2 separate regions of the Arachis hypogaea genome follow, and region 2 is linked to region 1. A link is a contact called in public Hi-C data. All regions are on one chromosome and are shown on one strand. The core of a region is the stretch at or near the end of the contact, and the rest is flanking DNA. Distances in the headings are between cores, read along the strand shown.

Region 1 (4,834 bases), core at 1,251-3,750:
ATGAAGAATATCATTTTGGTGTTAATTTTTCGAAATTACAAAAAGGTTATTTTTAAAAAATTGTTTCGGTAAATTAAAATAACAATAAAAATAACAGAAAAACTAATTTTGGTGTTATTTTTAGAAGTTATTAAAAATAATTTTTATAGAAATACTTAAAATATAAAAATAATTATAACAAATTATTTCAGTAGAAATAACTATAAAAATTATAATTAGAAATAAAAATAATAGTAAAATAATATTTATAAACATAATTATAACATTATTTTGGTGTTATTTTTTTATAATTATTTTTTGAATTGTGAAAATAATTATAGAAAATAATTTTGATAAAAGTAATCATAAAAAATTATAAGAGAGATAATCATTTTGATTTTAGATTTAATTTTCTTATCATGTGTCATTATTTTACTTGTTGGTCATCCTTATGCCACCTTTAGCCACCAAAACCGATGCCACCCTAGAACTTTTCAACTTATATAGCTATGTGATTGAGAATTGCTATTACATGTTCAACGCACAATGAATACTTAGGGTGTGTTCGGGGTTCACGTTGGGGAATAGAAAAGCCCGTTTGAGCGTCTTGAACGTCTCATTGTCATGTTTGGCAACTTCTTGGAATCTCTAACCCAGACGTGCTTTCACCTCTGGACGTACGTTCACGTGAAGCTAAAATTTCAAGCTTCTGCGATCACGTTGGGAATATTAATTACCGTTGGAGGAATTAGGTAAGAAATTTATTCCATATCTACCAACTGTACCCTTCATTTCTTCTATAAAAACGATGCACATAACTACATAATTTCACAGTGTTCTTTGTATATTCTTTTCTGTATGTTCTTGGCAACAGTTTTTTTTTTCAAATTTGTTTTCATCGCTGCAAAGGTAAAGATCTTATTTTTTTTTTATTATTTATAGTTCTTTCTTTCATATTTTGATTTTTATGTTTTTAACTGTATTTTTAATTTATATGATAAATATTTTTAATATCATTTTTTTAGTATTCTGATGTTATTTTTTTAATTTTCTATTGTTATATTTTTATTATTTTTTTTATTTATATGACAACTATTGTTGGTATAAATTTTTATTTTTATTAATTTTTATGAAATTTCTATTATATTTTGTGTATATAAATTATTTTTTTCTATCCTTTATTGTACTATATTTATATCGTGTATATATATTTTTTATTTTTTATTTGATATTATTTATATGAATTTTATTTACTTAGTATTATAATTTTTTAGTTCATACAATATATGTTGTTGGTTGTGATTTTTATATACTATGTTGGTGTGAATTTTTCTTGTTTTTAATTTTTATTTTTATTGTATTTCTTACTGTACTTTATTTTTGTTTTTATTATATCCTAATTATAAGTAACAAAAGAGTCATAAATAATAAAAATTTATAGTCCAAAATGAAACTAAATTAAATAGTACTAACGACACTAAATTAAATTATAGAATATTTTTTCTTGAATATTATAAAATGTATAGTACTCCCTTATATATTTTATTTCTTATTGTTTTTTAGTTCATAGTAAATTTTTTAATTATTTACTAACCTTTATGTTTAATATGTAAAGTGTCCTTTTTATTTTTTTTTGAGTTTGTTCTTTTTTATATTCTTACTTATATTTATCATTGAATTTTTTAATATTTTTTTCAGTGTTGTCATCTCTCAGGTATGTTATTAAATTTTTTCTGGTATTCTTATTATTTCTTGTTCATATGAATTCTATTTTTTTTTCTTTTATGCACTGTATTTATATCTTATACGAAGTTTATTTTATTTTTTTTATTTCAGATAGTTCGTATAATTTTTTTTATCTTTTATTATATTTCTGTTATTCATATGACGTATATTGTTGGTATAATAAAATTTTTATCATTTTTTTTAGATGAGTTCTCGTTTTATATTTGACTATACTGCATATGTTATTATACTTTATTTTCTGCAGAAATGGACCCTGTTCGAGATTCAATTAAGGATCAAATTATTAATCACACATAGTAGAAATAATAGTGTTCTTATGCACTAAATTTGTATAACATACTATTTTTTGGTATTTCATTAGTCTTTTATCTTTTAATTTAATATTTATTAGTGTTTTTATATATTAGCATATATTTTGTCAATTTTTTATATGTTACTTTAATTTAGTAAGTAAATATTAATTTTATTATAGAATAAATTAATAAGATTTATTCAAACATGTAAAGTAAAATAATAAAATAATATTCAAAATTATTTTAATTGATGTCTCTTTTAGTAATTTCTCATGTAAAGGTGAGTTTGAGTAGAATAATCCACACAACATTTATTTTACTATACGCCATTCTGACAAAAAAATTGCCAGACATAAATCACGTTCACACAAACTTACTTGTCATCAAATTTAAGTTTGCAAAATCAATTCGATGCAAACACCCGTTTGCAAACTGTAATCCAAACACACACTTAGTGTTACTCGTCTTCTTAAAATTTTATATAATTTTGAACCCGAGTTATGCTAATGGCAATACAATTTCACCAATCCAGGTAAACGGGCCTTCTACTAACCGTTACTACTGTGATAAGCTTTAGAAAGTTGTTTCTAAATAAATTTCACTGGAAACTTCCGAATAAAATTCATTCATGATTAGGGATTAATTCATAATAATACAAGGTCCCGTTGCGGCCCCCGTTTGATACAGAAGATGCAAAGGGAAGGCTCGTGCACGTACAACTCCGTCGAAGACGTAACGGAGCAGTAAGATTGGAGGAAGGAGATCCTTCAATCCAGGACAATTACACCACGATGACTGTACCATGGTCCGTAACGGCGTTCCCACACCCTGTTCAACAGGCTCACATCCCTATGTATATAAAAGCGTGTTACACTGGTAGGGAGATCACGCATCTGCGGTTGCGTTCCCAAGGATGGGATTAGGTCGGATGTGATGTGATTGACAGATCTTGGCGGGAAGCTTTGCTACGGGCATGGTAAGTAGAAGATTTCAGGTATAAAAGACCAAAATGTCCCTGCAATGCACCCGTGACCTTCTTGGTTATTGGCATCAGGCCGTAGATGCTACACGTGGTTTTAAGATATTCCACTTCGTATTTTTAATGGGAAGATAACTTCGCTGAGGGAATTAGAGAACTGAGTCCCAGGGCTGGCATACGAAATATAGTTCCACTGTCTACCTACAGCAATATCAATGCATGTGAACTTGGACAACTGGGTAAGATTCATCTCCTCGCGAAGGACCAGGCACAACTAGAGTAGTCAACCTGATTGCCCCCCAATAGGTAGGGGGCCATGTTCAGCAAACCCTAAAGTTATGCTGTATTCTGATATATCAATGCTGTATTTTGCTGATTTCTCATTTGGGAGTCACATTGTGTGGTATCTTTAGGGAATCTCTGACGGCTAACAGGTTGGGATACGGTCCACTTCCCGTAACAATTCGTCAGGGCACATGTTCTCGCAGAGGGAAGATGGTGATTCGAAGCATAGCCCCGCGTTCTGCAAAGGGGTTGGGGTCTTAAATCGTTCTTCACGGAGGTAAGTGTTCGAAACATTGTGTCACTAAACATTTGTGAAAACTGTCATATGTGGATGCACCTTAGCTTCTATTGAAATTAATCATGATACTCCAGTTCATTTGTATGGGAGACGTTAAGTCCACCGTTGACGCCAGGCCAAGCCGGCGCATTCTGAGGTCCCTTATCTCCACCCACGAATTATTTTCTAACAACTACTCAGAAAATCGTGCAGCCCGGGTTGAGTAGGATTTCGATGGCAAACCCGAGAAAATAATGCATCTACACTTGGGTCAATTAAGTCTGGGCCATTAGCTTTTTCTTTAGGCGGAACTTATGGGCCAAGTGGTTAATAACATGAATGGGCTTGGTAGAAAAGTTTGGTTATTCCTTATACCTGGAAGTAACTGGTTAACAACTACTGGGCCTTGCAAAAGCGTCTTAAGTAAAACATAACAACGTCTAACTTGACTATGGCCTTAAACATAAAAGAAAAATTTTGAGAAGACTTTAGTAGGATATAATTTTGGATTGGGCCAGGGCAATTGTGTCTATAATGCTAAGTGCTTTTCTGATCCCTTAATCGCTTACTTACATTCTGTTTGCAGGCGTGGAACAAGCAACAGAGTAAGAAGGTCACTGTCAAAGTTTGGCTTCTCCGAACCTCCACTTACTGTTCGTCCTTGGTCGCATAATCAGTCTGATTCGACGCGTTCCTGCGCGAGGCAAGAAACCCCATCCCACACCAAGAGGTTTGTCACCGTTCCTGCATCGATAATTATCATTCGTATAGAAAACTTGTTATCTTTTTGTGACCACGGGTTGACATTGGGCGTCGTCATTTCCGCAGCTTACCTTGCCAAACTGATGTCGATCCAGGTTTGTTCGTTGCCCGTACTGGATCCTCATGCGCCCTTGCTGCAAAGGTAAGAACATAGAGGTGACCCTCCCCGAGTAATTGCAAACCCTAAACGTTAGGAAGTGCTGTCTTGAAGGCTGTTTACCTATGAACCTCCTGAGCTTCTTATGAAAACAGGATTGCAGCCCAATCGCCCTCAGTGTTGTCACCAGCGTATCTGGCCTAAATAAAGAAATTCGAAGGCTCACCAAATGCATATGCCGACACAACGAGGTCGTGGCCGATTTTCGGAAGGCGCTGACAACGTTGGCGAAGATTCAAAATATGGAGCAACAATGTGACCATGGAAGGAGATTTAGGTGCCCGTGTTGGAGTGGGATTCCGTCAAAGCGGCGGCTACGAACGGAGGATTTTGAAGCTGACGATCCTATTGCTCAG
Region 2 (4,834 bases), core at 750-3,249, 240 kb after region 1:
TTAGATTTACCTTGACAACATGCAAATATATATAAATCGAATCAGACTGTTTCGATTTATATAGATAGCTAAATCTAATCTATCTGTTTCGATTTGTATAGAAATGTGATCGGGGTGATTCACGTTACATTTTTTATTTTGGGTGATATGTGTAATATTAAATGAATGTTGGTTTATTTATGTGAATTACCCTAATAATTGAGAGACGTTAAATGATTTGACTGATTTAACCAAATTTTTATCTAACAATTTTCAATTATCAATTTCATGTGAAGTTGATTGCGCCTGAATTTTCACAGTATTAAAAGGATAGTTACAAATATTAGGATAAAATATATTTTTTATTCTTTAAATTTGTTAAAAATTTTAAAAATATTTTTAAATTTTATTTTATTTTAATTTTATTCCAAAAATTTTTTATTTGTATCAAATGTACCCTGATGGCTAATTTTTTTTAAAAAAATTAGAACTATTTCATAACAATTTTATAAAAACAACTATTAACACAAACAAACTATCTCAAATTAGAGATAGTTGTCATGTATTATTGTTCTGATTAATCTTAAATTTTTTGAAAATTTAACTGTTAGGAATATATTTGATGTAAATAAAAAATTTTTGAGATAAGATCAAATTAAAATAAAATTTAAAAATATTTTTAAAATTTTTTATAATTTTTAAAGACAAAAAATATATTTTACCAAAAAGATAAATTAAAATTCCTAATATTAGTCTTGTATTATATGTCATGTGCTGTGGTTGCTTAGGAAAAGTAAACAGTTGAAAAAAAATAATGATCTCTGAAAAAAGAAAACGAGACAACAACAACAAAGTTTTATATGATATCAATTACATGTATCAAATGTACCTTTCTTTATATTATATTTATGTCTTTCTTGAAAAAAAAAAGTAAAAAATGATTTGTAGAACCAGTAAAAATTATTATTTCTTATACTAGTTAAAAGTAATTCTATTAGTTACTGGTTGGAGGATAAAGCGATTTTATTTATTTTTGATTTTTTACTGTATTTATCACTTAAAAATTAATTTGTTGGAATCTACCGTGACTGCTATTCCAATGATCAGTTATTTTTGGTTGGGCATTTATACTCAACCACTTTTCAAAGAGTTTGTGATAAGTCACAAAAACAAAAGTTTGTGATTTATAGCCCATGAGTGGCCCAATCAATGAATTTATATCTTTTGGGCCACATGACACATATTATTGCTTTAGACAGTCTTTTGTTTTTAACAAAGTCCTTTTCTTCTGACCAAAAACACAAGAAAAATTTTAGAAAGCCAATTAGAACTTAAGTCAATTTAAATTAATTTTTAGTATTGCCGACGCCCTTTTCATTCCTAACAACATAATATCCCGTCTTGATAGTGTAATTGCCATCCATTCTGAAAGGCCAGTTGAACCTATCCTCCCTTCCAAAAAGACTTACCGGGGTTCTAATGATTTTATCAACCGAAGCTCCATTAAAATACTTCTTTAATTTATTCAAATTCCACCCCTCTCCCTCAACAATCACATCCTTGACAAACCTAACATCAAGATTTCTAATCACAGGATTCTTATCCATATTCATTATCCACTTATCTTCCAAGATTCTCACTCTCTCTCCATTCCCTATTAACCATCTTCCATTTCTCAAAAGAAAGTCCCTGCCATATACAATACTTTTCCACATCCATGAAGCCGCTCTTCCTACTGTAGCATCCTTAAAATCCTCATTAGGAAAGTAAATAGCTTTTAGTACCTGAACCCAAATTGCTTTAGGATTTTCCAAAATTCTCCACGCTTGTTTTGCCAAATGTGCTATATTCTGACTATATAAATCCTTAAACCCAATACCTCCATCCTTTTTACTGATACAGACCTTATCCCAACTCTTCCAATGGACACCTCTTTCCTTACCTGAAGGCGCCCACCAAAATTTGGCTATTCTCTTACTTAGGCAATCACAAAACCCTTTAGGAAAAAGAACCACATTCATAGTATAGGCAGGTATCGCTTATCGCTTGAACAATTGATTTGATGAGGACCTCCTTCCCAGCTTGATTAAGGAGTTTTTGTTTCCAACCTCCTAGCTTATCCACCACTCTGTCCTCAATCCATCTTAGAGCCTTATTCTTTGATCTTTTCCAGTGAGCCGGAAGCCCAAGATACTTACCCGGTTTATCCCAAGCTGACAAACCCAATATCTCTTCTATTTCAACTCTATTCCTAATGGAGATCAGGCTCCCAAACGTTTCCCGACTTGTCCAAATTGATTCTCTGTCCTGAGGCTTCAGTGTAAATGTTCAAAATATTAACAATCTGGTATATTTCCTCCTCACTATCTTTTGAGAAAATTATACAATCATCTGCAAAAAGGAGGTGTGAGATAGCTGGTGCAGTAGGGGCGATTTTAACTCCTGAAATTTTGCCTTCTTCTTTAGCCTTATCCATCAGGATGGTAAAAACCTCGGCCGCTAAGATAAATAAGTACGGCGATAAAGGATCTCCCTGCCGAAGTCCCCTCTGCGGCTCAATGGTCGTTGATAGAAGTCTATTTATCTTAATCTTATAACTAACTTGGCTCACACACTTCATCAACATCTTAATCCAATGCGGGTTAAACCCAAAAGCCCTTAGAGTAGCTTCTAAAAACGACCACTCCATCCTATCATAAGCTTTATTCATATCAATCTTAATAGCTAAATTCTTGGAAGCTTTTGCCCCTTTTCTATTCAAATCATGGAACATCTCCTGTACTATTACCAAGTTATCTTGAATTAGGCGGCCTCCCACAAAAGCACTCTGAATGGGTGAAATGATATTATCTATTATTCTCCTAAGTCTACCAACCAACACCCTAGAGATAACCTTATAAATAAAGTTACAGCAACTAATCGGCCTAAGTTGATTTAGAGTTTTCGGGTGGTTAGTCTTTGGGACTAAAACTATAAAAGTTTCCCCAAAGCAGCTCGGTATATCTCCGTCACGAAAGAAACACTTAACAACATCACAAACCTCTTTACCGACAACTGACCAGTATTTTTGAAAGAAGAGACCATTCAGACCGTCTGGTCCCGGCGCCTTAAGACTCCCCAAACTAAAAGTAGCCTCTTTAATCTCCTGATCAGTAACCTCCTCCATGAGCTCCCCATTCATATCCTCAGTCACACTGACAGGAACATGGCTTATGCAAGCAGTCATATCTAGATTCTCTGTAGCCGTAAAAAGATTCTGAAAGTGAGCTGCTACTAGCTTGAGAATCTCCCTTTCCCCACACACCCAATTTCCTGTAGGATCCTTTAATCTCTCTATCCTATTTCTATCTCTTCTTTGAATGGTAGAAGCATGGAAGAAGGAAGTATTCTTGTCTCCAAAATTCAGCCATTTCACCCTCGACCTCTGACCCCAATATTTCTCCTCTTGTCTCCATAATCTGGTGATCTCCAATTTAAGCCTGTAGATCTCCTGTTGCTGAGTCTCTGTAAAATCCTCTTCCTGCAGCTGTTTGAGGCGAAGCCTTAAACTTTCTATTTCTACATCAGCCCTCTTAAAGCTAGTTCTACTCCATTTGGTTAATTCCTTCTTGCAATTATGCATTCTTCGATTCAGATTTCCCTAGTGATCAGAACCAGTATAGCCAGAGCTGCTCCATCCTCTCCTTATAACAGCGTCACAGTCGGCATGGTCCACCCAAAAGGCCTCAAACTTAAAACTTTTAATCCTTCTACCTCTAGGTTTAACATCAAGAACTAGAGGAGCATGATCCGAGCTAATAGGCGGTAAGGCTGAGAGCGTGGCATGTTGGAAAGCTCTTCTCCATTCCCAATTGACGAGAACCCTATCAAGCCTTTCCTTGGTAACACAACCATTACTTGGATTACTAAACCAGGTGTATTTCATTCCTTGAAGTTCCATATCCAAGAGAGCATTCTTATGTACAAAATTTCTGAAAGATTGTATCTGAAAACTTGGCTTAGGATGCAAACCCACCTTCTCATCTTGAGAAATAACATCGTTAAAGTCTCCGATCAACACTGTTGGCTGTGCTAGAATATCATTTACAAAAGTTAAATCCTTCCATAACTCCTTCCTTTTCTTGTAGTCTGGATGACCATAAACAAAAATAGCCTCCCAATCCTTGTCATTACCACTGCTAACTTTAGTTTTAATAAAATTATCACACCAAGCATAAACATGAATATTTACATTACTCTTCCAAAAAATACAAAGTCCCTCGGGATTCTACACAAAACATGTTATCAAACTCTAACTTTCTCCTAATTCTATCACAACTTAGTTTAGTAGCTTTGGTTTCCATAAGGAACAAAAGGGACGGCCTGCGAGATTTACAAATACTTTTTAATTCATGCACTATCGAAGGGGCCGCCATTCCTCGACAGTTCCAGCTGACGACAATCATGGCTGGTTGTGGGGCATGTTAAGGCCCGCCTCCTCAGCCATGTCTGTCCCAGCAACATACTTGTACTTCTTACCTGGTTGTTGCATACAAATTTTCATAGTTTCCTTCATTTCCTCTTCATTGTTCACAATGATGCGTACATCCCTTTTCCTTTTGAGGTTTAAATGCATTCCTAAGTTATAAGCCAGCTCCAAAGCCCACTTGTAATCATTCCTCTGGTAAGGCTTTGCCATCCCATCGTGATCCACAACTGGATGATCCCCTGCTAGTTCAATAAAATACTTCTCATCATTCTCCATCCTTTGAATCATGGTCCTGGTAGCTACAGTACCAATTCCTTTCATTTTTGGTTTTTCCCGATAACTCCACAGCTGATTTGCATTAAGACTTTTTGAATCTGTCCCCCTCAC

What was found. A called contact is a pair of places that touch in the nucleus more often than the background predicts.
Region 2: a contact with region 1 is called in a Hi-C map of leaf, with 4 times the contacts expected there. The contact joins the promoter of LOC140178526 here to the promoter of LOC112741781 in region 1. A contact is called at or near these places in 2 of 8 Hi-C or Micro-C datasets (leaf and an unstated tissue).

The regions. Positions count from the first base shown.
Region 1 is chr14:20,441,042-20,445,875 of arahy.Tifrunner.gnm2.J5K5, forward strand. LOC112741781 reads left to right here and starts at 2,501. Exons shown (of 9, transcript XM_072213915.1): 1 at 2,501-3,303; 2 at 3,411-3,559; 3 at 4,146-4,289; 4 at 4,388-4,463; 5 at 4,574-4,834. The coding sequence starts at 3,474.
Region 2 is chr14:20,677,665-20,682,498 of arahy.Tifrunner.gnm2.J5K5, forward strand. LOC140178526 reads right to left here and starts at 2,000. Exons shown (of 1, transcript XM_072215700.1): 1 at 1,326-2,000. The coding sequence starts at 2,000. The coding sequence ends at 1,326.